Linked DNA regions of Ovis aries: region 2 is linked to region 1. The links are chromatin contacts, called in public Hi-C maps. All regions are on one chromosome and are shown on one strand. Each heading gives the region's core, a stretch centred on a gene start, on an enhancer-like site or on the middle of the called end of the contact. The rest is flanking DNA. Distances are from core to core; before and after follow the strand shown. Region 1 holds the start of C1R (complement C1r). Region 2 holds the start of ATN1 (atrophin 1).

What was found. Hi-C and Micro-C count contacts between places; a contact is called where the count stands out from the background.
Region 2: a Hi-C map of muscle shows a contact between it and region 1, with 9 times the contacts expected there. The contact joins the promoter of ATN1 here to the promoter of C1R in region 1. A contact is called at or near these places in 8 of 16 Hi-C or Micro-C datasets (blood, hypothalamus, liver and 2 more).

Annotation. Positions count from the first base shown.
Region 1 is chr3:209,214,142-209,220,886 of ARS-UI_Ramb_v3.0, forward strand. C1R (complement C1r) reads left to right here and starts at 4,702. Exons shown (of 11, transcript XM_042248206.2): 1 at 4,702-4,759; 2 at 5,477-5,705. The coding sequence starts at 4,758.
Region 2 is chr3:209,375,071-209,382,920 of ARS-UI_Ramb_v3.0, forward strand. ATN1 (atrophin 1) reads right to left here and starts at 1,456. Exons shown (of 11, transcript XM_042248208.1): 1 at 842-1,456. ENO2 (enolase 2) reads right to left here. Exons shown (of 12, transcript XM_012175500.5): 9 at 7,466-7,667; 10 at 7,094-7,202; 11 at 6,874-6,932; 12 at 5,715-6,566. The coding sequence ends at 6,497.

The DNA of each region.
Region 1 (6,745 bases), core at 3,452-5,951:
TATTTTGATCTAGACATATCTAGATATAGATAGAGGTAGATACAGACATAGGTACAGGTACATAGTTAAATCTAAACAGCATATTAAAAGATTAAAAAGCAGAGATACTAAAACCAAAGCATATTAAAAAGCAGAGATACTACTTTGCCGACAAAGGTCCATCTAGTCAAAGCTGTGATTTTTCCAGTAGTCATGTATGGATGTGAGAATTGGACTATAAAGAAAGCTGAGTGCCAAAGAATTGAAGCTTTTGAACTGTTGTGTTGGAGAAGACTTTTTGAGAGTCCCTTGGACTTCAAGGAGATCCAACCAGTCAATCCTAAAGGAAATCAGTCCTGAATATTCATTGGAAGGACTGATGCTGAGGCTGAAACTCCAATACTTTGACCACCTGATGTGAAGAACTGACTCATTGGAAAAGACCCTGATGCTGGGAAAGATTGAAGACAGGAGAAGGGGACGACAGAGGAAGGGATGGTTGGATGGCATCACCAGTTCGATGGGCATGAGTTTGAGCAAGCTCCAGGAGTTGGTGATGGACAGGGAAGGCTGGCATGCTGCAGTCCATGGGGTTGCAAAGAGTCAGACATGACTGAGCGACTGAACTGAACTGATATAGTTACATGGATATAAATATATCCTCAGAAGAAAAACTTACATTACCTTAAGAAACTTTTTTCTCCCCAGAATCAAATCATAAAAGGCATGATCAATATAACAATGTCTTCAATACTGGTTTCAAAACAACTTCATGAGCAATTGTCACATGGCCATCTCTTCTTTCTGCCCAGGGTATAAGTCAAGGGTATAACACAACATATGAAGAAACTAAAAGTGTTAAGTCATTCAGTCACGTCCAGCTGTTTGCGACACTATGACTGCAGCCCGCCGGGCTCCTCTGTCCATGTAATTCTCCAGGCAGGAAAATTGGAGTGGGTTGCCATTTCGTCCTCCAAGCCAAACCAGGTATTGAACTCGGGTCTCCTACAAGGGGCAGATTCTTTACAGCTGATCCACCAGGAAATCCTAACACTAGGTATAAGTCAAGGTTGTTGTGTGTGGTTGGGCAGAATGAGGGTCAGGCTGGGGCTGAGCTAATGAGGTCCAGTCATGCTACATGCTATCAGGACAGAACTCAGAACCCCGAGGACAGATGGGAGAGCTCCTGCCGAGACTTACCTTCTTGGACCACCTCTTCTGCCCACACATCTGCCATCCTATCCTCTCGGTGAACACACAGCGCACACAGACACTGCCATCCAGATATTAATTTGCATTTGCTAGACAAGATGCCAATTCTTTCTTTTTAAAGATTTTTGTGTGTGGACCATTTTTAAAGTTTTTATTGACTTTGTTACAATAGTGCTTCTGTTTTATGTTTTGGGGTTTTTTTTTTTACCACAAGGCATGTGAGATCCTAGGCTCCCCAACCACGGTTCAAACCTTCGCCCCCTGTGTTGGAAGGTGAAGTCTTAACCACTGGACTGCGAGGTAAGTCCCTAGATGCCCCCTCTTTCTTCCCCCTGATCTGGCCCTCACCCTCTCCCCTATCTTTTGTCCTTCGTCACCTGACAGGGCACAGACCCTGTGTGGGTCATGTCATGGGTCAGCCCTGCCAGCACATCCACTCCTCAGCTCCAACAAACATGCCTGCTGGAGAAACCCTCCAACCAGGATCCACCTGGCTTCTTCTGTGTGCCTGCTCTCAGATGACATTTAGTGATGACCTTCAGTTCAGTTCACTAGTTGAGTCACGTCTGACTCTTTGTGACTCTAAGCTACCCCATGGACTACATGGACAACTCTCACATCCATACATGACTACTAGAAAAACCATAGCATTGACTGGATGGGCTTCCACGCTAGCTCAGTTGGTAAAGAATCGGCCTGCAATTTGGAAGACCTGGGTTCGATCCCTGAGTTGGGAAGATCCCCTGGAGAAGGGAAAGGCTACCCACTCCAGTATTCTGGCCTGGAGAATTTCATGAAGTCGCAAAGAGTAGAAAACGACTGAGCGACTTTCACTTGACAAGATGGACCTTTGTTGGCAAAGTAACGTCTTTGCTTTTTACTGTGCTATCTAGGTTGGCCATAGCTTTTCTCCAAAGGAGCTAGTGTCTTTTAATTTCATGGCTGCAGTCACCATCTGCAGTGATTTTGCAGCCCAAGAAAATAAAGTCTGTCACTGTTTCCATTGTTTCTCCATCTATTTGCCAGGAAGTGATGGGACCAGATGCCATGATTTTAGTTGAGTTTTAAGCCAGCTTTTTCACTCTCCTCTTTCACTTTCATCAAGAGGCTCTTCAGTTCTTCTTTGCTTTCTGCCATAAGGGTGGTGTCATCTGCATATCTGAGGTTACTGATATTTCTCCCAGCAATCTTGATTCCACCTTGTGCTTCATCCAGCCAGAAATGAAATGTACTTCATTTCACATGATGTACTCTGCATATAAGTTAAATAAGTAAGCAGGGTGACAATATACAGCCTTGACATACTCCTTTCCCAATTTGGAACCAGTTTGTTTCATGTCCAGTTCTAACTGTTACTTCTTGACCTGCATACAGATTTCTCAGGAGGCAGGTAAGGTGGTCTGGTATTCCCATCTCTTTCAGAATTTTCCACGGTTTGTGGTGACCCACACAGTTCAAGGCTTTGGCATAGTCAATAAAGCACATTTGGATGTTTTTCTGGAACTCTCTTGCTTTTTCTATGATCCAACAGATGTTGGCAATATGATCTCTGGTTCTTCTGTCTTTTCTAAATCCAGCTTGAACATCTAGAAGTTTTCGGTTCACATACTGTTGCAGTGAGCGTGGAATTTTCAAAATTACTTCGCTAGCGTGTGAGATGAGTGCAAGTGTGCAGTAGTTTGAGCATTCTTTGGCATTGCCTTTCTTTGGGATTGGAATGAAAACTAACTTTTTCCAGTCCTGTGGCCACTGTTGAGTTTTCCAAATTTGCTGGCATATTGAGTGCAGCACTTTCACAGCATCATCTTTTAGGATTTGAAAGAGCTCAGCTGGAATTCCATCACCTCCACTAGCTTTGTTTATAGTAACGCTTCCTAAGGCCGACTTGACTTCCCATTCCAGATTGTCTGGATCTAGGTGAGTGATCACACCATCGTGGTTATCTGGGTCATGAAGATCTTTTTTGTATAGTTCTTCTGTGTATTCTTGCCACCTCTTCTTAATATCTTCTGCTTGTTAGGGTCATACCATATTCTTTATTGTGCCCATTTTTGCATGAAATGTTCCCTTGGTATCTCTAATTTTCTTGAAGAGATCTCTAGTCTTTTCCATTCTATTGTCTTCCTCTATTTCTTTGCATTCTGTCATTTTTTTGAGATTGCACCCAAGTACTGCATTTGGGGCTCTTTTGTTGACTATGAGAGCTACTCTAGTTCTTCTAAGGGAATCTTGCCCACTGTTGTAGACATAACGGTCATCTGACCTACTCTTCCTCCTAGTCTCCCATTCCTGTCCATTTTAGTTCACTGATTCCTAAAATGTCAGTGTTCACTCTTGCCATCTCCTGTTTGACCATTTCCAATTTACCTTGATTCTGAACCTAACGTTCCAGGTTCCTATGCAATATTGTTCTTTACAGCATCAGACTTTACTTCCATTACCAGTCACATCCACAACTGGTGGTCCACAGCCAGCCTGTTTGCTCAGCCCCTGGCGCCATGACCCTCAGGGGCTCACACTCTGGACCAGATGCTGAGAATATCTCCATCCCATCCTCAGCTGCCCTTGTTTCCCTAAGGGACAAGCTCATTAGCAGGCCTGAGTCCATTGAGAGGGGAGGAAGGGCCTTTGTCTTTTTTTTTTTTTTTTGCTGGGATCTTAGTACCCTGACCAGGGATCAAAGCCATGCTGCTTGCTTGAGAAGCTGGGTGTCTTAATTCCTGGACTACCAGGGAAGCCCAAGGAGGGTCTTAAACCAGACCCTACTGGTGCTTTGGGGTCACAGCAGTCCCTGTTCTACGTGTCATTTTTTTTAATTTCTTTATTAGCTACACTACATGGCATGTGGGATCTTAGTTCCCTGACCAGGGATTGGAAACACAGAGTTTTAACCACTAGAACTTCAGATAAGTTCCCTCTAAGTGTCATTGCTGAGGGAAGCAGGGTGGGACCCTAGATCAAGCAAGCTTCTCTCTCCTCTGCACCCTCCTGCACTCCCCATCTCTAATCCTTGCTCTTGTCCCATTATCCTGGGCATTGATCCCTGATCATTCCTGTACCAGAGCTTCTGGCTAACTAAGGACAGGGAGAATGGGGTTAAAGGAGAAGAGAGGGTCACAAAAGACCCCCCTCAACTGCGATTTCCACTGTTCTTTGGGTAGGAACCCTGAACACTCAGCCGCAGTCACCAGAAAGGGCCCTGAAGAAAGGGGGCGGGATTCCCATCAGATTCAGAAAGGGGCATCTGGGCCTCCAACCCAAGGCTTTTCTATCCCTAAAAATGCAGAACCTTCTCCAGCCCTTACCCTGAAGGCCAGCAGGTGGCAGCACCATCAGGCATTTCACAACCAAAACTAAACCGAAACAGAATTTCTTTTTTTTCTTTTTTGGTTTTGTTTATGCAAATGGCTCGTTCCCTACAACATTCATCCCGGAACGGTCACCCCTTCCCCCTCCACAGTCCCTCCCTCCCCCTTCCCTGCTCTGCGTGACCCTGCTCTCTCTGCACCCAGAGTGCATGAAGACGCTGTCACGAGAGTCAGGGATCCAACAACAGGCCTTAAGAAATGTGAGTAAGCCTGGTGGGAACCAAGGAGGGAGGGAGACACCAGAGGGGACGAGCCTGGGCACAGGGGGCCCCCTGTCCCAGACTTACTCAGGGAGGTGCGAGCACCCTGACCCTCCCCATACACCTGATTCCTCCAGTGTGCCCACACGTGCACGCTCGAAAATGCATGCCCCATCTCTCCTCCAGAGGAGAAAGGAGACTCAGCCCCAGGAGGTGAGGTCACACTGCCTTCCTCCTCCAGCTCATAGGGAGCAGCAAGGTGGGGTTGGGGGAGCCCGTCCCTCGGTCTAGACAGTCAGCCTCTGTACCTGAGACCCTCTTCCATAGGCGGTCTCTCCCAGAGGCCTTGCTGAGCATGTGGGAGCCATTTCAGAGACCATGACTGGAAACCCTCACCCTTAGTTTACTGGTCCAAGCCAGCCCAATTCCTGGAAGGGGAGCAGAGTGATGCAACAGGGCAGGGAGGAGGCTGGGGAGAGAGGTGGGGGGAGCGTGATGACCTCTGGACTGGACACTGGCCCCGGGGAGGAGCGCCCAGTGCAGCAGCTGCAGAGACCAGCCTGCCCCCTGCAGCCTCCCCACCCACCCTAGGACATCTCCCTGAGATCTAGAATGGACCAAGAGGAAAATGCCCAGCGGTACGGCAATCCCATCCCCTACCAGAGAGCAAGGGTCTGCACCCCTCCCACCCTACAGACACCTTTTCCCTTTTGGCAGGTGGCTCTTATACCTCCTGCTGCCGGTCCTGTTCTTCGGGGTTGGAGGCGCCATCCCCACCCCTCAGAGGCTCTACGGGGAGGTGATGTCCCCTCTGTTCCCCAAGCCTTACCCTAACAATTTTGAGAGGACCACTGTGATCACAGTACCCACGGGGTACAGAGTGAAGCTTGTCTTCTGGCAGTTTGACCTGGAGCCTTCGGATGGTTGTTTCTATGACTATGTCAAGGTAGGGGGCAGATGAGGGGGGTGGGCAGAGGGAGAACTGAGTGTCTCTGGAACCTGGGGACCCGGGTTCTGACCAGCCTGGATAGGACACCCTGCCTGGGGACACAGCCCCAAGCTGGTGAAAGCTGATGGCCAGGTGGGGCTCTGGAAGTCCAGGGGTATCGAGGATGGGAGGCCACTGGTCTGAGAGACCATCGTGGAGCAAAGAGGGGAGAAACAGAGAGGGAGGGGACAAGCCCTGTTCTTGGGGAATGTACTGTACACAGGAGTCAGAAAAACCTTCCCTGTCTGCTTACTTGCCCGGAGGATTTTGGAAACATCCTTGCCTCAGTTTCCCTGTTGCCATGGAGAGTGTCACCACTCCATGGCTGCCTCCTCACCAGGAACACAGGGACGTGGGAAAGCGGCTTGTGTGTGGTGGTGGCTCAAGGGTGGTCTGCAGCCAGGACAGTGGGCTCAGTCCTCTCTCCTCTGTCACGACCAAGGGCCCGTCCCAGTCCCTCTTTCTACATCCAATAAAAATGAGTTTCCTGGAGACTTCCCCAGTGATCCAGCGGCTAAAACTCTGTGCTCCCAAGGCAGGGGGCCCAGGTTTGATTCCTGGGGAACTTAGGTGGGAAACTAGGATTCCACGTGCTGCACAACACAGCCTAAAAATAAAATTAAAATTTTAAAAATGAGGTTCTTGATTTGGGATTCAGATAGGGCCTACACACAGCCCATAAATACTATTTCCAGGAGATCCCCTGGAGGGTATAAAAGAATACCATGGAAATGCCATATCTTCCCAGCCCAGAGGACTTGAGATGTCAGCAGTGCTCATAGGGAGGGTCCTGGTGGTAGGCAAAGTGGGGATGAGATAGGAGGAGGGACGTCTTCTGCTTTGCAGGAGTCAAGGAATCTGTGAAGGAAGAGGTAAGGAGAGCTCAGTGATGCTTGCTAAGCTGACAGGTCCCGGATGCTCACACTCAGCTGAATATCAGGAGTCATGGCTGGACAGGAATGGGTTGACCAAAACAAGGTGGAAGGACAGGACAGAGG
Region 2 (7,850 bases), core at 206-2,705, 160 kb after region 1:
TAAGATTGCCCAGTTCGCTCCAGTCCACCCTCCCAGAAACCGTTTCCCCCCAAGTCTCCCTCCAGGGGTCCTGTCTTCCTCATCGCTTGCAGGAGGAACCACACTACTGGGCCCCAACATGCCCCTCTCCAAGAAGTACCTACGCCTGGCATTGGAAAAAGCTGACCCGGAGTTGGGGAAAGAAAACTGAGTCACAAAGGCATCACCTTCCCACTTCCACCCGGGAATACGCCGGGTTTTTCTTCTCAAAGGCGGCCCTATCGGAGCGAGTCCCGGTTTCCCCAGGTTCCAATCTCCTCCCTCAATCAGCTACAAACCCTTTCTATCTACCTACCACACCCCTTCCCCATTTCCCACCTTCCTTCTATACCTGGCACCCCGAACCCCGGGCTCTGACACCCGGGTCTGGGCCTTTGGGGGTTCTCCTGGAGTCCTCATGCTCCACCTCGCTGCCATCTCTCCATTCCTTTTTACCTTCGCCCAAAGCCCCCTCCCGGGCACCCCGTTTTTCCTCCACCAAACTCCCACCTCGGGGTTCCTCTTTGGGTCTCGGGGTCCTGCCCACCCTCCTGCCCCATTGGCCTTCCTCCTGAGACCCTCCCACCTCCCTCTACCTTCTAGATCCTCCAAGTGCCCCGACCCCCTTCCCTCCTCGGTGGCCGGCCCCACCCCTTGAGCCCCCAGCCTCAAGCCGGGCACTGCCCGCAGTGGGGGACCAGATCGGAAAAATAACAAATGGAGGCGGCGGCGGCTGCGGGAGGGGGAACTGGGGAGGGTGGGGGTGGGGAGCCGCGGACCAGAACCCCGGCGGGCCCGAGGCCCAGGCGGCAGCAGGGCTTACCTGGTTGTAGCTCGGGACGGCTGGCTGGCTCCGAGCGGATTCGGGGTTCCGGCGCCTCCGGGGGGCGGCGGCGGCCGCTCCCCCGCCCCCCTCTCCTCTTCCCGGCTTCAGTCGCCGCCGCGACGGCGGCGGCGGCGGCCCCGACCCCCCCGGAGGGCGGCCCCCATCCCCCCTCTTACCCCACCTGGCCCCGGTCTCCCGCCGGCCTCCGGAGCAAATCCCGATCCCTGCTCTGGCTCGGCCCCTCCCCAGGCCCGCCGCCTCCTCTCCCGGCCACCCGGAACGCCCGGGCCGCGCAACTCGCCCCCGCCGCGCCGCCGTCCGCCCCCGCGGCCCGGCCGGCTCTCCGCGCGGCTGCGACCCGCCGCCTCCCGCCCACCGCCCGCGCCCGCCCGGCGCAGCCCTCACCGCCGCGATCCCCGGCCCCCTTAGGCGGCCTCCGCCCGCGGCCTCCGCCCCTGCCCGGCGGTCGTCTCCCTCGCCCCTTCCTGGCCCCTCCCCGAGGCCGCCGGTACCCCCGAAACGGGTCCCGGCCCCAGGCCCCTGCCCGATGCGGGGCTGCGGGCGGGCGGGCTGGGCGGCGCGTCCGGCGACTCGCACAGGAAAGCGGACGGCGAAGGGAGGGAGCTTGGGAGAGGGGGATGGGAGAAGAGAGGAAGAGGGAGAAGGAGGGAGCGCGGAGGAACGGAGGAGAGAGGGGCCGGGAGGGAGCCGCGAGGGAGGGAGCGCGAGGCGAGCGGCGAGGGGGGAGGGGATCCGGAGAGGGGGAGGCGCCGCGCGAGCTGGCCGAGACCGAGGCCGAGGGGCCCGGGGCGCGGGGAGGGGTGCGCCGAGGCGGAATGCGGGGAGCCCGCGGTCCTGGCGCGGAAGAGGGCTAGGTAGGGAGGGGGGTGCGGGCTGTTATGGGGGAGGCTGGAGAAGTTTGGGGGGCCTAGGGGTGTGTGGCGGAGGTGAGGGGGGAGGCTGTGGGTGTGTGGCAAAGCCGCGGGGATGGGGTGAGGTTGGAGGGATGGAGCTTCTTGGGGGCAATGAGATGTGACCAGGGGAAAGAAGCTTGGGGTGACAGCGTCTGTGGCAGACACAGCGGAAGAGGTTTGTTGGGGGGGCAGTTGTGAGAGAATGGGATGAAGTTAGGGGTCCTAAGGAGGGGAAGAAATCGACAAGATGGAGACATATAGGAGAGGGTGGGTTTCTGAAAGAGTGAAGAGTCTGGGGGTGATGGGTGTTGGGGAAAGAACAGAGAACACAAGAATTTGGGGGAGTGACAAGTCTAGAGATGTCCTGTGGAGAAAGAAGGAAAACTAGAGCCTTTAGAAAGGATGAAGGAGGTGGGGCTAGATGCAGATTCCAAAGGGGACTGGGTTCTGGGTGGGAGAGGAAGGTGGGAAACTGGGATGGCCGGATTCAGGAGTGGGGAGCGGGTTCTGAAAGAGCTGGGGAGAGTTTCTTGGGCAAGACAAGGGCGATAGAAGGGAGGGAGGAAGTAAAGACGATTAGGAGGAAATTTAAGAGAGCAGTCTAGGCCTTTGGTGGCCCTAAGAGGGAAAGTCCGTGAGGAGGACAAGCTGGTGGACATGGGAAGGGAAAGCAGGAGAAGGCAATGGTAGGAATGAGCAGGACAAGCCGGCAGAGGGAAGACGTTCATTTATGGAAGTGGGACACCGTCCTCAGGCCCTCTGGCTGGCGGTAGCTCCATTTTCCATCTCAAATCTGTCCGAAGTCATCACTCATGGTACTTGCAGGGGTTGGGGGGGGTCGGGTGGGGACTAGGCTCCATGTGGAGACAACCTCAAGTGCCCTGATTATTCTAATGTGGAGACCATTCCACCACAGACTCTCTCCAGGGAGCCTCTGCCCCTCCCTGACAGTCCCCAGCCACTCCCAGTCTTCAGCCAGGAGGCTAGCACCCCCAGTCCACTCCCCGCCCCAGGGTCTCCTGGGCTCTCTCCCTGCCCCAGGCCAAGCAACAACATTTCTCAGGACAAAGGACACCAAGACGCTGGGTGATTTTTGGCAGCAGAGATTGGGAAGGCCAGAGAATGGGAGGGAGGCAGGCTGGGAACCGGGAAGAGCTGGAGCTGGAGCTGGATTCGGGATTGGGAGCCCTCGCTGGCACTCCAAATTTGGGGCGGGGATGGGGTAGTTGTGCCAGCGGGCTGGCTTGAGGCTGAGGCTGGGCCCTAAAGGTGGGATCCCCACCACCACCCAGCCTCCAGAGAAGGAAGGAGATTGGTTATGGAGCAACTGGTAGATTTTGCCTCCTATTTCCCAGGCCCAGCTCAGCCAAGCTCTAGGAATACCCAGAAGTGCTAAATGGATTCCGTGCACCGGGAGCCTGAGCAGGAAGCCTTCCTTGGCCTAGGAATGAATTCCCACTCTTCAGACTCTTGAATCAGCTGGCACTCACTCTATTACCCCAGGCCCAACTTATCCCTCAGGGTTTTCCAGACAACTCCACCCCGCCCATCTGCTGCCCACTGCACCCTAGGAGGACCCCAGCTCCTTCTCCCCACCCCCAACTTTGCTCCAAGACTCCTCCTCTCCCCGAGGTCCCCCCTCCCCAGTGCATTTCCTCTCTCTCTGCACTGCCCAGCTCAGTCCCCCACTGGGCCCTGGCCCAGGCTCTTCCCAACTCCCTTCCAGGCTAAACCCATCTGCCTCCTTTTTTAACCACTAAGGGATCGGCTAGGATGGTGACATGTTGTTGCTTCCCTAAGTCGTGTCTGACTCTGCTACACCTTGGACTGTAGCCCTCCAGGTTCCTCGTCTGTGGGATTCTCCAGGCAAGAATACTGGAGTGGGTTGCCAGTTCCTTCTCCAGGGGATATTCCCATCCCAGGGATGGAACCCGTGTCTCCTGCATTGCAGGCAGATTCTTTACCACTGACCTGGATGGTGATATATCTGAGCCTAAAAGAAAAGGAGAGTGAAAAGAGAAGCCAGGGCCTCTCCCCTCCAGATCCTCCCCAACCTGAGGACCGGATTCAGTTCAGCTTCAGGGAGCATCACACACACCCCACCATCATTGGTCACCCCAGCTCCCCCTCTCTGGCCCCAGCTCCCCACAACCCACCGTTTCCAGGCAACGGCACATAAGGAAAGTGGAAAGAGGGGCCTGGGAGGCCCAGGGAGGGGGAGATGTAACCCAATCCACCCCAGTACCTCAGGGTTTTGCGGGGGGGGGGGGGGGGGGGGGGGGTGCATGAGAAGGTGACCCATCAAGGAAAGAGGGCAGAGGTTGGGAAACATGGCTCCAGCCAGGAGTCAGCCTAGGAGTTACTGAAGAAAGGTGAATATAATGGGCCCCAGAGTAAAGCCTGGGGTGCCCCAAGGGAAACAAAAAGGGGCGCCAGGGGACACGGGAGCAGGAAAAGCTGAGATGCCCCCGTTGGAACGAAGAGGCACAGAGGTTGGGGCAAGAAACCCTTTGGCTGAAAAGGGCTGAGTTGTCAGCTATACGGGAAAGAAAACAGAGAAACGGATCTTGACCATACAGAGCTGGGATCCTCTTCCAGTCCCGGAGCTGGGCAGAATGGCAGAGGGGGCCCAGGACCAGAACTCAAGAGTAGAAACGGAGTGGGAGGCCCACAGAGGGAGCAGCCTTGCAGTTCCTCCCACCCTCGCTCTGGCGCTGGTGCTGTCGGCCTCCTGCAGAGCCTTGGCTCCCTCTAGTGGCCGCAGCTCCCCACCACTCGGGCCAGGTAGCCAAGCCTTAGACCGTGGCTCAGTGGTTAAAAAAAAAAAAAAAAAAAAAAAATCCGCCTAATGCAGGAGATGTGGGTTCGATCCCTGGGTTGGGAAGATCCCCTGCAGGAGGGCATAGCAACTCATTCCAGTATTCTTGCCTGCAAAATCCCATGGACAGAGGAGCGTGGCAGGCTACAGTCCATGGGGTTACTGAATCAGACACCACTTAGGCACCAAATAACAACAAAGATGGGGCTCATCCTCCCCCTGCCCCCAGGTAGTTCCTGTGTCCCTGTCTCAGAGCTGGGGCTCTGCTGGAGCCAAAGTGTGATAGTGGGTCTCCAGTCACACACTGGCCCCCTGCTCGCAGGCTCACCCAGCTAGGGGCCTGTTGATCACCCCAGCTCCTGAATTTCCAGTTTACTGGAAGTTGCCTGTCCTCAGGCCTCTGCAGCTTGCAGGGGGTGCTGCCCAGACAGTGCTGGCCCATCCCAGGAGCTCCAGGATTCGATCTAGGAGAGGCCCTGTACACCGGAGGAGCTCCCGTTCCCAGCTCCATCACGTCTCTGGTCAAGGGCCTTGGTGAATCTTCAGACACTTTGGATCCCATTCTCCAAAAATGCGCGCGCACACACAATGTTTGATATTTTTAGGAATTCTTGGATCCCAGGCTAAAAATCCTAATTCCCCCTGGGGAGGGGGAGAGAGGGAAGGAAGGCCGAGCTCCCCACCTGGCCAGGGAATATAGGCAGTGCCATCCTCCTGACCTTATTTGTTGGATTGCTTCCTCTTTCTGTGCCCTCCCAGCTTTCTTTTTTGGCTGTGCTGAGTCTTCATTGCTGCTCGGGCTTTTGGGGGGGCTACTCTCTACTTGCGGTGTGTGGGCTTCCCTTGTTTCAGAGCACAGGCTCTAGGTAGGCGTGTGAGCTTCAGGAGTTGCAGTTCCCGGGCTCTAGAGCACAGGCTCAGTAGTTGTGGTGCACTGGGCTTAGTTGCTCTGTGGCACATGGCATCTTCCTGGATCAAGGATCGAACCCGTGTCTCCTTCATTGGCAGGTGGGTTCTTTACCACTGAGCCACCAGGGAAGCCCACCTCTCAGCTTTGCTATCCAGTTTTACCCACTTCTAGGAGCTCCATCTTCTCTCCCTGCGTGTGGACTAGAGTAAGACTCCTCAGACACAGGAATGCACGGTGACTCAGACTTTAATGGAAGTGTTCATTTCAGCGCCACAGAGGTGCTGGCAGCTGTGAAACATGGCACGGGGGCAGCTGGAGGAAGAATGGGGAAGCTAGGGCTGGGGGGAGAGGGACAGGAGACAAGTCCCCAGGTGCACAGCCCCACCTCTGGCCCAGGAGCCATCACTGAGGCCCCTTTCTGCTACCCTTCCAGTTCCAGCAGGACCCCCACTCCAGGCTATCTCAGAACCTACAGTCGCGTGAAATACAGACTCATGGCTCCCCCTCCAGTCAGGTCAGCTTTCTGGCACCGGAGTTATGGCGAAGTGATTCATTAACAAGATGAATGAAAAATAAATAAATGAATAAATAGCACAGTGGAACCTTAGACCAGGCCTGAGCAGGCAGCCAGCCCTCCGCGGCACTCACACTCAGCACTGCCCAGTTCCTGCTTCATAAGCAGCCTGGAAACACGTGGACTCAGCACAAAGCACACACAACACACGGCCCCTCTACACACCTCGACAACCAACCTAGACACTCCACACAGACCCCAATGGGTCTTCTGTGAATCCCCTTATGATCCTCAGTCCATGGCCGGTTTTCAAGGAGAGAGAAGAGGAAGGAGGGAGAGTCGGAGAGCGCGGAACCCAGAGGGTGGGAGCGCGGAGACAGCAAGGCTAGACCAGCCAAGGCGCAGCACAGAGGGTCAGCCGAGCAGGACTGGAAAGAAGAGGATCCAGGAAGAGGACGGAGTGAGGGGGTTCCAGGTCTCCAGGCAGAGAGGGGGCTCACAGCACACTGGGGTTGCGGAAGTTATGGCCCGCAAAGCGAGCTTCATCCCCTAGTTCTTCTTCGATTCTGAGAGAGGCGAGTCAGAAAGGAAACAGTCAGCGAGGCAGAAGGACCCTGCTTCTTTTCCCAGGAGTTCCCCCGCCATATCCTCCAAGGCCCTCGCACTACCTGCTCCTGGGGCCTGGCCTGAGCAAGGGCATTCCCTGGCTTTCCATGGGCCGTCAGTCAGGCCATCTGTAAACCCATCATTCAAAACCAAATCCTTTCTGGATGTCTACTGTCCTCCAGGCCCTGGGCACTGGAGACAAAACGGTGGACAAACATAGCTTGTGACTCTCTGAGCCCCGGGTTTCCATTCCCTGGGCGCCCTTACCTCATGAGCTGGTTGTACTTAGCCAGACGCTCAGAACGGCACGGGGCGCCAGTCTTGATCTGAAATATCCCAAAAGACATACAGCTCAGCGGCCACCCCTTCACCCCATGAAGGAGAGCTAACACTCCCTCGAAATTGCCATGATGCCCGCAAACACCTGGAAGGACAGCGACCTGAGCCTAGAACCCCTCAATTGCACAAAGGGCTCCCTGATGCTCACCTGGCCTGTGCACAGCCCCACCACCAGGTCAGCGATGAATGTGTCCTCAGTCTCTCCGGAGCGGTGACTCACCATGACCCCCCAGCCATTCTCCTGGGCCAGCTTGCACCTGCATTTGGTGCAGCAGCAGTGAAGCCCAGCCCACACCTCTCCCCAGCCCTGACACTGGTCAAGAAACATCTGGAGGGAAGCTGTCCGGGGTGGGGGGTAGAGAGAATCGGGGGACATGGAGGGAGGAGAACCAGGAGAGCCGTGAAGGTGACTTGGGGCTCCCTGCCACCTTCTGCACTTGTGGGCAAGGCTGGGCTGGGGCGCTGGCAGGACACATCCTGCAGAAACGGGTTGAGTGGGGGAGGGCCCAGAGGCACTCACGCTTGGATGGCTTCAGTGACTGAACCGATCTGGTTGACCTTCAGCAGCAGACAGTTGCAGGCCTTCTCCTCCACCGCCCGCTCGATTCGCTTGGGGTTGGTCACTGTCAGGTCATCACCCACAATCTGGATCCCCACATTGGCTGTGAACTTGGACCAGGCCGCCCAATCGTCCTGGTCAAAGGGGTCCTCAATGGAGACCACTGTTGGGAGAACGGTGAGGGGGCTCTGCGTCAGGTGGGAATGCCCTGCTTAGAGTCCCTGCATGGACAGATCAGATGCCCTGGCCAACTCAGCCTCCTCTCCTCTGAAATAAGCCTCCCCTGACCCATTCTTTTTATTTAATATTTTCATAATTAAATTTATTTACTTTTAATTGAAGGATA